Linked DNA regions of Sus scrofa: regions 1 and 3 are each linked to region 2. Evidence: chromatin contacts called from public HiChIP or PLAC-seq data. All regions are on one chromosome and are shown on one strand. The core of a region is the stretch at or near the end of the contact, and the rest is flanking DNA. Distances in the headings are between cores, read along the strand shown.

Region 1 (3,488 bases), core at 926-3,425, 210 kb after region 2:
CTCACCAAACTTGTTTCCATTGGAAGGAGGACTTTATTTCTATTGTTTTCAGTCCAGTTGGAATCTAAACATCATCTTTAGGTTGTTCCTATTTTAAAAGTTTCATTTCATGTTTTGATAATATGCTTACAAATCAGAGACACACTCAACAGACATTAGTAGAATTTACCTGCTCTGTTGATTGAATTACATTTGGAGGTCCCAGGGATACACAAGGCCAAGTGTCAGCAGAGCTGGCTGAGAAGGCCACCCTGACCCCACCGCTGGACAGAGAGCCTTGCCCTTCACCAGAGCATCTCTCTTGCCCACCCACCCTGCCATTACATCCGTGCTCAAGGTCACAGGTAAGTTCTGTGGCCCGTGGTGTGGCTTAGCACTCATTTAGTGCCCAGTCTCAGTTCTGTATGCTCTTTGGAATAATTCTCTTTTTCCTGGATGAAACATTTTAACACAGCTTGAAAGTGACCAACCATGTTTATGCTGTCCATTGGCTTAAAATATTTTTAAAAATGAGTTTTGTGTTAGGATCTATCCTTAATTGCAGGAAGCTGAAGAGTGGGGTAGGAATGGTGAGCATAAAACCATGACTGAGGAAGATCCCGTTGTGGCTCAGAGGTAATGAACCTGACTAGTATCCATGAGGACTCGGGTATGATCCCTGGCCTCGCTTATTGGTTGAGGATCTGGCGTTGCTATGAGCTGTGGTGTAGGTCACAGACGTGGCTCGGATCCAGTATTGCTGTGGCTGTGTCTTAGGCCTGCAGGTGCAGTTCCAACTCAACCCCTACCCCTGAGAACTTCCATATGCCGCCACAGGTGCAGCCCTAAAAAAGACCAAAAAAAAAAAAAGAAGCCATGACTGAAAGAGGAAGATGGCACCTATGTTTCCACCAGGGTCTCAGACGTCTGTTAGGAAGTGCAGGTTGTCCACAGTCATCTTAAGACTGCCAATGCCATGCTTTCTGCAGGACCGTGGAGATGGGGCAGGTGGGGCACAAACGCAGTGCCCTGGTTTAAAGGTAGGACTCTGTTGTGGTTCTCAGAGTTACCCGTATGACATTGTGATCTAGGGGATGTGACAGGGATGGGCCCGATCTTCTGTGCAGTGAGTAGAGTGGGCACCGCGTGGGCACTGACATTCTCTAACCCACCAGTCTCTCTGGTGCTCCCCTGCAAAAGAAACACGTCTCTGTCCTTCACAATCCTAAATCCTGCACACCGGCAGGATTATGACCTGTGAAATGCACAGGATCCAATTTAATGGGAAAAGCACTTTCAAATGAACATATTGCTGAATTATTTGATGTGGGAAAAGTTATAAAACCATCTAAACAAATGTTCTTCTTCGTGGATCATGAGATCTTCCGTGAATTGATTTTGAGCAGTTCACCTGTAATTCAGGAGAGACACGTACATACCTGCTGGGTCAGTACTGTTTATGGTGACAACATTGGTTTTCTGCCAACTGCTTCAACATCGTATTAGAAATGTTCTGTGTCTAGGCCTTGAACGTCGGGATTTATAAAGTGAGACCTATTCAAAACTGAAACTGTTGAGTACATGCAAAAATATGCAGAGGGGGAGAACTAAATACAGCCTGCAGAGCGAAAACCTTCTTAGGACTCAGTGTGGTTAAAGCAAATGACAGGGGACTGGTGTGCAGCTATTTCAGTGTTGCACATGGAATGTCTAGCACTCCTTTATCGCTGCTGCCCGCGCCGAGGCGGCCTCTTGAGGCCTGAGGCCATCCCAGCCAGCCTCACCCATGTTCTCATCGCCCTCTTGTCAAAAATAGGCAGGACACGGGGGTGGAGCAACCAAGAGCAGATTAAAGGCAGCGAATTCCAAATAAAGGGCAGCCTCTGAGACATAAAAGCTACCCACAGTCTCAGATAAATCATACATTCAACCAGAATAAATTGAAGTAGAAGGTGATGGGGTTTCCTTTTTTAGGCGCGAGAGGACCGTGTATCATATGGAAAATATAAACACAGTAGTGATCTAAATGCCTTGTTTAATATGTGATTATTTTTACATCTGAAGCCTTTCGGGATGAATAAAACCTGTTTGTTCGGATTTTGGGGGCTTTATCAGAAATTTGCAAAGGTAGGGTTTTGCTGGAGACGGTTTTTGGTTGGTTTTGGTTTTGGTTTTGGTCTTTTTACGGCCACACCCACGGCATATGGAGGTTCCCAGGCTAAGGGTTACAGCCATCGGCCTCTACCACAACCACAGCAACACCAGATCCAAGCTGCGTCTGCGACTTACGCCACAGCTCACGGCAATGCCGGATCCTTAACCCATTGAGCAAGGCCAGGGATTGAACGCACATCCTCACAGATACTAGTTGGGTTCGTTACCCACTGAGCCATGATGGGAACTCCTGGTTGGTCTATTTTGAAAAGGAAGTGAATTAACTTTTGAAATTATATCCAGGATTAGATGTTACTTATTTAAGTAGCAGCCTTACCTGATAAGCTAAACAGCGTGCCAGATCTGAGGCTTGCAGAAATAGCTTTCAAAATTCTCATCTATGTTAAAAATTTTTTCGTTATGGCTTACCCTAGGGGAAGAAGTAACCCAACGTATAGATATGGCTTTACTTGCTACCGACAGCCAGTTAGACCTTGTGACAAAAAGAAACTTTGAGAAGTATAAACATGGGTGTCCACTTCCTAAGAGTCTACCAGCCTATTACATGTTGCTGACATAATGATGTCTCAGATACTTCCTCTTTGAAAATACAAAAATAAACGACTCTGAAACCAAAAGGTCTACAAACAGTGGCTATTCAGTCTCTACATCTGTGCTGAAGGCACAGGGTTTTCTCATGACGACCGCAGCTGGGCTGGATGCAGCATGCTAATCTGGCACCCTGCGTTTGTAGAGCTTCCATTTTAATGAAGTGATTCATTTGGAAAGAGGTAGTGCAAAGAAGACAAGGCCCAAAGACTCCAGTGGCCTGAGAGGGTTCAGAGTCACATCATCTTATTGATGTGATCACACTGGCAGCCCTCAGATTGGAGCCAAGGAAACCTGTCAACCTGTGCTGGCTCCCACATCCTGGACACTAGCTATTTGCCCATATACCATCTCCTTTAATTCTCTGCTCCGTCATGTGAGGTTGATAATGATATTTTGCAATTAAAAATCTGAGACTCCGAGACATTACATAACTTGTCACTAAGCATCTTAGATTCCAAACTTTACATCTTGCTGAGCCCATCCTGTTTTCTCTCCTTCCTTTATGATGTCTTCCTTCTCTTTCTTTCCCAGTCCTGTCCCATTTTCCCATCCTTTTGTGCAGTCATGTGTTCAAAGTGTATTGAGCTACTACACCATGCCTGGCCCTGTGCTAGGTGCCAGGATTCACAGTGAGCAAGGCAGACGAGAACTTGGTCTTCATATAGCTGACAGTGCATTGAGATAGGATTAAGATGGCAGAATAGAAGGACTGGAGCTCACCCTCTCTCCTAAAAACAACAAAA
Region 2 (3,236 bases), core at 260-2,759:
TCGGGAACTTGCTCAGGAATAGCCAATAAAACAAAAGACAACCAAAAAAACCCAGCAATGAATATGCAGAAACTATATTAGCAGCAGTAGCAAAATTATAAAATTTAAAAGCACTTTTCAGATTTCTCTTACGGCGCGTCAGAGTTATCACTACAGTTGCCTGGGTTGCTGCTGTGGCATGGGTTCAGTTTCTGGCCCCAAAACTTCTGCATGCCACAGGCATGGCCAAAATACAATAAAATAAAATAAATGCACTTTTCTGTATATTCCTCTGTCCTAGGTATTGTAAAAAGAGAGTTAACAAAAGTGGAAGTCATTTATATGTTTAATACTTAAAACCATATTATGGAATTCCCTCAAGGCTCAGAGGGTAAAGGATCTGGTGTCGTAGCTATTACTCTGGTTACAGCTGTGGGGTGATTCAATCCCTGGCCTAGGAACTTCCACATCCTGTGGGCATGGCCAGAAGAAAAAAAATATATATTTTATAATGTGTCTTGTCATACAAGTTATTCAGACAAAGAACTTAATATGACACAAGTAGTTAACATGAATAAATTACTGAATGCTAATATTAATATCATGTATGAGAAGACGGGAAATTGCTGCATAATCAAGTAGGATGATGTGTTCGGGAGAGATCTGCACATTAAGAATGAGACCCAAAGGAAATTGCTACCATGAGGGTATTTTAGGAACTGACCAATTATTCTAATTAATTTAGTAGTAACAATTCTCATTATTATGTTAGTAACTATGCTGTTGTATTTTCTTATTTTAAAACTTGCTTCAAAGACCTCCTTGTCTGAAATAAATGATACAATGTAATAAATGTAGAAAGATGTTTTGCCCGAGATGAAAAAAGATTTAAATCATCCATTATAGGAGAAGGGGAGAAGACAAGGAATAATTCAAAACAATTCAGAACCATCCATAACCTCCTCCTTCTTTCTACCAGCTTTACTCAAAGGTCATATATACACAGCAAGTATTTCTATCCTGTTTAGAAGATGGTAAAACTGAGACATAAATATTTAAATATTTTACTCAAGCCTGGTAAGAAAGTAAGAGATCCACATGAAGAGAGTGTTCAAGTTTTTCAGTCCTTTAACTTGGGAGCTCATGCCGCTCTTGTAAATGTTTATCATTTATCTTTGAGGGTTTTTCAGATAGTTCCCCGTATAGAGAAACTCCTATTAAGTTAGCATTTTCATAACAATTCTCTAACGTAAAACAGAAACACTTCTTTCCAAAGTTTCAAGTGATATCAGAGAAAACCTTATGTGATAGGAAAAGCTGATGTGAATATTTTTTTAATTGGAAGTACAATTACAAAAGTGGATGAAATAGGGAAATTTCTGATTTGCTTCTCACACGTTGCGTATTCATTCTCTGAGCAGTTTTTATGGTCTACGCGAGCTAAGCTAGAAATATCTACATTGCTACACACGAAAGCCAAGCTCTCAGTGAGGTCCCGAGCTGAAGGAAGTGAAGGCAGGAAATAAAGTCCCTGAGTCATGTCGTGGGAATGTATGGCTCGTAAGCTTTGATAACATTCAACGAAACCACACTGTTGATTTTGGAAGATTTGTCGTGGGAACCCTAAGTACAGTCCTTACTCTCTTGGGGTGCATTTGTTTTTATGTTTCCTACTGTATTTAAGTGGTTTGGGATGGCTATTTCTTTTTCTGGTGTGGCGGCAGAAAAAAACCTTGAAATTAAATCTCTATAGAATGTGTCACAGAAGTTCTCTATTTGGCAGTTGTCCTAGGTGGCCAACTGGTCACCCTTATTTTGCTAATGAGAGTGAAAAAAGCCAAGCAAGGGCTCCGCTTCAATCCAAAAGCTATTTCGCTCAAGCCTCCAGCCAGTCTGGCGGATTGCAGTCCTATCATCCAATCTTGTTGACCCCTGTTCTCCTTTCAACTCTTTTTTTACTGGTAATAGGTGATGACCCAATGCAGTGTGTCAAAAATAAACTGAGAAAGCTAGTGCAAAGGCCTGGGGAGATAGAGCATGAGGGCCTTAAACTCTAATGGTTCTGTTTTATACGTCCTTTCCATGCACTCTGACGTTTGCCTCCATCAGGTCTGGTTGCTTCTCAATTCCTTGCAAACTGGGCATCTGATACACCTTCCTATTTAGACCCTGTTCTAGTTTATTCTTTCAATTTAACAAATATGTACAGGAGGCATATTGAGTGCCAGGTTCATCCTTCTAGAGGCTGAGATACAAGAGTAAAAGGAAAATCTCTCTCCTCCTAGTACTTACACTAGTGAGGTGAGAAAACAATGAGCAAGGTTGAGCAAAATGTATAATATGCTGAGTGTGATAAATGTGCTAGTCCAAAAAAAAAAAAAAAAAAAAAGAAAGAAAAAGGCAAAAGAGGGTAAGGAGTTGGCAGGGGTGGAGTGTTTGCATTGTAGATTGGGAGGTTGGTAGATGCTGCATTGAGAAGGTGGTGCTCGATCCAGTGGGGGAAGGAAACGTCTGCTGTGCTTCCATCCTAAGGGCTGGAGGTCTGGAGCGCCTTCTGTCCCAGTTGTAAAGGGACCTTTGAGGTGAGCAGCTAACACTGGTAGTGTGATATCCTGATGAGCACAGATTCCATTCCCAAAGTAGTTCTGTCTTTCTGGGTTTACCACTTGGTCGGTCTTTGAGGAATCTGCACTAACTCGTTCAGGGTCTCATGGGGAGGCGTCAAATGTTAACTCTCCCATGGGGCTCTTCCACAAGCCCCACTCTTTGACCTTGAGTGTAGTCACCCTCTGGCTAGTTTCTTTGACTGAGCTGGAAACTGTAGATTTGGGGGCTAAATGGTTAGAGGCTGAATAGATCCTAGATTTATATTTTCTGGACTTGAATTTTTTTTTTTTTTTTTGAACGTGCACTGCAAGCTTTTATATAGTTGATACAGGAAATAACTAACTTTTAAAAAACTAAATTTTAGGGAGTTCCCTGGTGGCTCACTGGGTTAAGGACCCCAGAATTGCCACTGTTATAGCGTGGATTCTATCCCTGGCCCTGTAACAGCTTCTGCATGTGGTGGGCATGGCCAAAAAATAAAATAAAATAAATAAAAAATAAAAAACTAGGGGTTCCCGTTGTGGCTCAGTGGTAATGAACCTGACTAGTATCCAGGAGGATGCGGGTTCTATCACTAGCCTAGCTCATTGGGTTAAGGATCTGGCGTTGCTGTGACTGTGACATAGGCTAGAAGCCACAGCTCCAATTCG
Region 3 (3,281 bases), core at 375-2,874, 250 kb after region 2:
TCGGCATTTTTTTTCCTTTTCCATTTTTTTCCTTGGAATCAGTTTTCATAATTTTAACATGTTCAGAGTTATCCCGTCATGGGCACATGCGTGTGTGTGTGTGTGTGTGTGTGTGTGTGTGTGTGTGTGTGTGTGTGTGTTTCAGTCATGGGCATCTTTCGAGTCTCTGTAGGCATGGAAAAACCTACGCCTGGTTGAAAACCCTCCCTCCTGTCCTCTGAAGTTTGAGGACAACTTACCATGGGATTTGTTATATAACCTACACCCTTGCCGGGGGAGACCCCTAAACGAGGATCGCCCCTCTTGGTCTGGGACAGACCAGCAGCTTTTTTCCTCTGGTACGTGCCGTAGCTACTGAGCCAGTTTTAAAGGAGAGGATTTATAGGAAATCCAGCTGTGAGTTTTCGTTTTTCTCTTAGAGCTAGAGGCGGGGCCAAAACCACCCTCAGACCAGGCACAGCATTGACCAGGCTAGAAGGATGTGGAACAGTCTCACTGACAACAGCTAAGCACGGGGGAAATATTAGCTGGCAGAGATAACCAAGAGGAAACACTCAGCGACAGATGCACCATCTGTCAGTTTCAGAGACGCGATTTTCAAGAAAGCAGAAAATGAAATGAAGACAAGAATGGTTTTGTTTCAAAGGTACAGCACAGCTTAAGGACGTTTTTAAACAAAGTAAGTTTGTATTCCATTGAAGAGGCCCTGGCATGGGTAAGACAACACTTATTTCCTATTTATACTGGGAGTTGTGTTATGGATGTGTATAAAGTGTTCTTTGGGTGTCCTTGATATTTAGAGGGACGATCTTGTAGCAAGAATTTGATTTAAGATTTAAAGCAGTGGCTCTCCTTTTGATTATTCACTTTAAAAACATTTGAAACTTACAGTAAGATTTATTTACTTTAACCTCAGAAAATTGTTTTATCTCAGTTAGTGTAAAGATACTGATATCAGGTTTTCTTTCTTATTTTTTTGAACTATGGGCAGAATTACCTGTATCTTTCCTCAAAGGCAACTGAGCGAGAAAGTGTCCTCTCAGATGTGAGAGGCTGGCAGAAAATGCTGTCTATTGGGTACTTAACTCCCTGAGATCAGTTGCAGAAATAGCCGTGAACATGAGCTAAACTTCTATATGCCTTTCCTCCTAATGTTATTGTGTTGACATAGTTTTTAAAGAAAGCTGCGTCTGGATCTTCTTTATAAACTGCCATAGAAAACAATCCTGCTGGATATGTTTAATACATTTTCAAACGTCTTAGTTTTCAAACAAAGTTGGACTTGTGCTGTTTGTTATTGTGTGTTACACCTAAGACATCTGCATTTCATGTCCCATATCATGTGTTTTATTAGGCTGGGATGTGTCTCATTCCAAAGAGATCTAAAGCAGTGATTTGGAATGATACGTTTACACAAGCAGTAGCAGAAAGTTTGGAGGGGGATCACAGGATCCCCTGTGTTAGAAAAGGCAGTTCTCTTAAAATTGACACAGGCGAAAAGGGACTTACTTTGTGCTGGCGTTAGCAAGCCGTGGAGTCCCAACCAGAAGTGGAAGAAGCACAGGCCGTAAACTGGCAGAAGCAGAAACCACTCAGTGTTATGGCCCAATATGGATGTCAGAACTTCAGAGCATGTGTGGGAAAGTGGCTGCCGTCCAACGTCTGGAATCATTTATCTTCGGGCCGAGTCTAGAGGACAACTGTTTTTTGCATTTACAGAAATCCTTGCTGATTGATTTCATTTACATAGAGTCAGCAGAGTGCCCGGTGGTGGGACAAGTACGAATGGGGCCGAGTATTGATCTCTTTCTGCCTTTGCTGACATCCTGGTCTCGTTAGTGTTCCTGGCACCTTTGAATGAGGTGGCGCTGTTCCGAGCAACCACACGCTTTCTACAGGGCCCCCTTTCCACACGTTTCGTAATAAATGCCACGTTGATGTCTTGTCTTATTCGGGCAGTCAGAAACTGAAAGTTGCACATTTTGTCTTACTGTCTTTTCAGAAGCTTAACTTGTTTCTAGAGTCTAGATTTAAGGGGGCGGGGGGAGAGAATATCAGTGGACGGAATTCTCTGTAGACTCGCTTCTGCTTATGCAGTTGTTTAGAGATGTGTGCGAGACGGCCTTTCGGAGATTCTGGAACATACTCTCTGTGATGTATACCTTATCTGTCTGTGAGGGTCAGATACGCCCGCCAGTATGTTCTGCGAGTGCTGAGCTCACATGCGCTGACATATGCTGACAGGTGACAGGATAGCATCCAGACCCATTTTTCTAATGTGTGAAAGAATGCCAATTTCTGACAGTGTCCTGTCAGGCCTGATGAAGACACTTTGAATTTATTGCAGGGACCAAGGTAACAGTCAGAAGCCTTGGATTTCAGCCGCTCCTCTTATGCTGCCTACCTCGGCAACCTTGAGGAAAAGAATAACCTTCTAATAAATCTGTGTCACTGCTTAAAAATACAGCGAATCACTCCAGCCATCTCTTTGACGCCCAGAGACATTTCAGATGTCAGCAAGATATTTATATTGTGTCCTGTGCTGTTAGTTTTTAGCATGTGTGTCACTTATCAAGTTGCCTCTGTGTCCTTAGACTGAAAAAGCTGAAAAACTCTGGTCACTGAAAACAAAATTCTGTAATCTTATACAGTGATGCTTTTGCTTGCAGTAGCCTGCTCTTGAAGCTACTTGTACTAATCTTTTTTCTGTTTGTAATTATCGTTTGATTTTCTCATCACAGTTCCTTGCATTGTGAAATAACAGGCATTCTCTCAAACAGGTTGAAGTTGTAGAAGCTAGGTTAAAATGGGTGCAGTCTGCCCTGATCTGGTGTGCTTAAATATACATAATTTTTAGAATTCCTAATTCCAGTAAGTGGATAATAATGCAAACTGTCACCTAATATTTTCTAACGTTTATATAGACATATATATCATATTCAAATAAATCATACTCATCTTCATATAAGATATGGATATTTGTGTGTATACATAGAGAATCTCTAAAATATTCCAATAAAAGCAACAGTATATACAATATTAAAAAATAGGAGCTGTTAGTGTATTCTCATTTTTGAACCATTTTCATTTTAAGTGATAAATATAACAGCTTAGTATAGTGCAGATGACATCAGGAGTCAGAAGTCAGAAGTCGCACCTGCCAAGTTCAGCTGCTAATACCACTACACTCCAGACAAAACCATCCCTGTGGGCACTGTTCGCTGAGTTTGAATTCTTAAAGCGCAGCTGCCCTGTGAGCCATGCCACTCGATTGTGTGACC

Evidence for each region. HiChIP or PLAC-seq counts read pairs in DNA pulled down with a chosen protein or histone mark.
Region 1: an H3K27ac HiChIP or PLAC-seq map of alveolar macrophages shows a contact between it and region 2. The contact joins two enhancer-like sites. A contact is called at or near these places in 1 of 47 Hi-C or Micro-C datasets (embryonic fibroblasts) and 1 of 2 datasets of contacts at active chromatin or transcription factors (alveolar macrophages).
Region 3: an H3K27ac HiChIP or PLAC-seq map of skeletal muscle shows a contact between it and region 2. The contact joins two enhancer-like sites. A contact is called at or near these places in 1 of 47 Hi-C or Micro-C datasets (embryonic fibroblasts) and 1 of 2 datasets of contacts at active chromatin or transcription factors (skeletal muscle).

The regions. Positions count from the first base shown.
Region 1 is chr11:9,658,633-9,662,120 of Sscrofa11.1, reverse strand. The region is part of intron 1 of STARD13 (stAR-related lipid transfer protein 13); the gene reads left to right. Among named protein-coding and RNA genes, the nearest start is that of STARD13, 78 kb to the left of the region's middle. Within about 2 kb of position 2,175, at least 25 of the 83 cell types and tissues checked have an H3K27ac peak or open chromatin away from gene starts, as enhancers often do. A contact at or near this core is called in alveolar macrophages, where this site is marked.
Region 2 is chr11:9,864,359-9,867,594 of Sscrofa11.1, reverse strand. All of the region lies in intron 3 of LOC110255744 (a long non-coding RNA gene), which reads left to right. Among named protein-coding and RNA genes, the nearest start is that of STARD13, 130 kb to the right of the region's middle. Within about 2 kb of position 1,509, at least 29 of the 83 cell types and tissues checked have an H3K27ac peak or open chromatin away from gene starts, as enhancers often do. A contact at or near this core is called in alveolar macrophages and skeletal muscle, where this site is marked.
Region 3 is chr11:9,615,899-9,619,179 of Sscrofa11.1, reverse strand. The region is part of intron 1 of STARD13 (stAR-related lipid transfer protein 13); the gene reads left to right. Among named protein-coding and RNA genes, the nearest start is that of STARD13, 120 kb to the left of the region's middle. Within about 2 kb of position 1,624, at least 43 of the 83 cell types and tissues checked have an H3K27ac peak or open chromatin away from gene starts, as enhancers often do. A contact at or near this core is called in skeletal muscle, where this site is marked.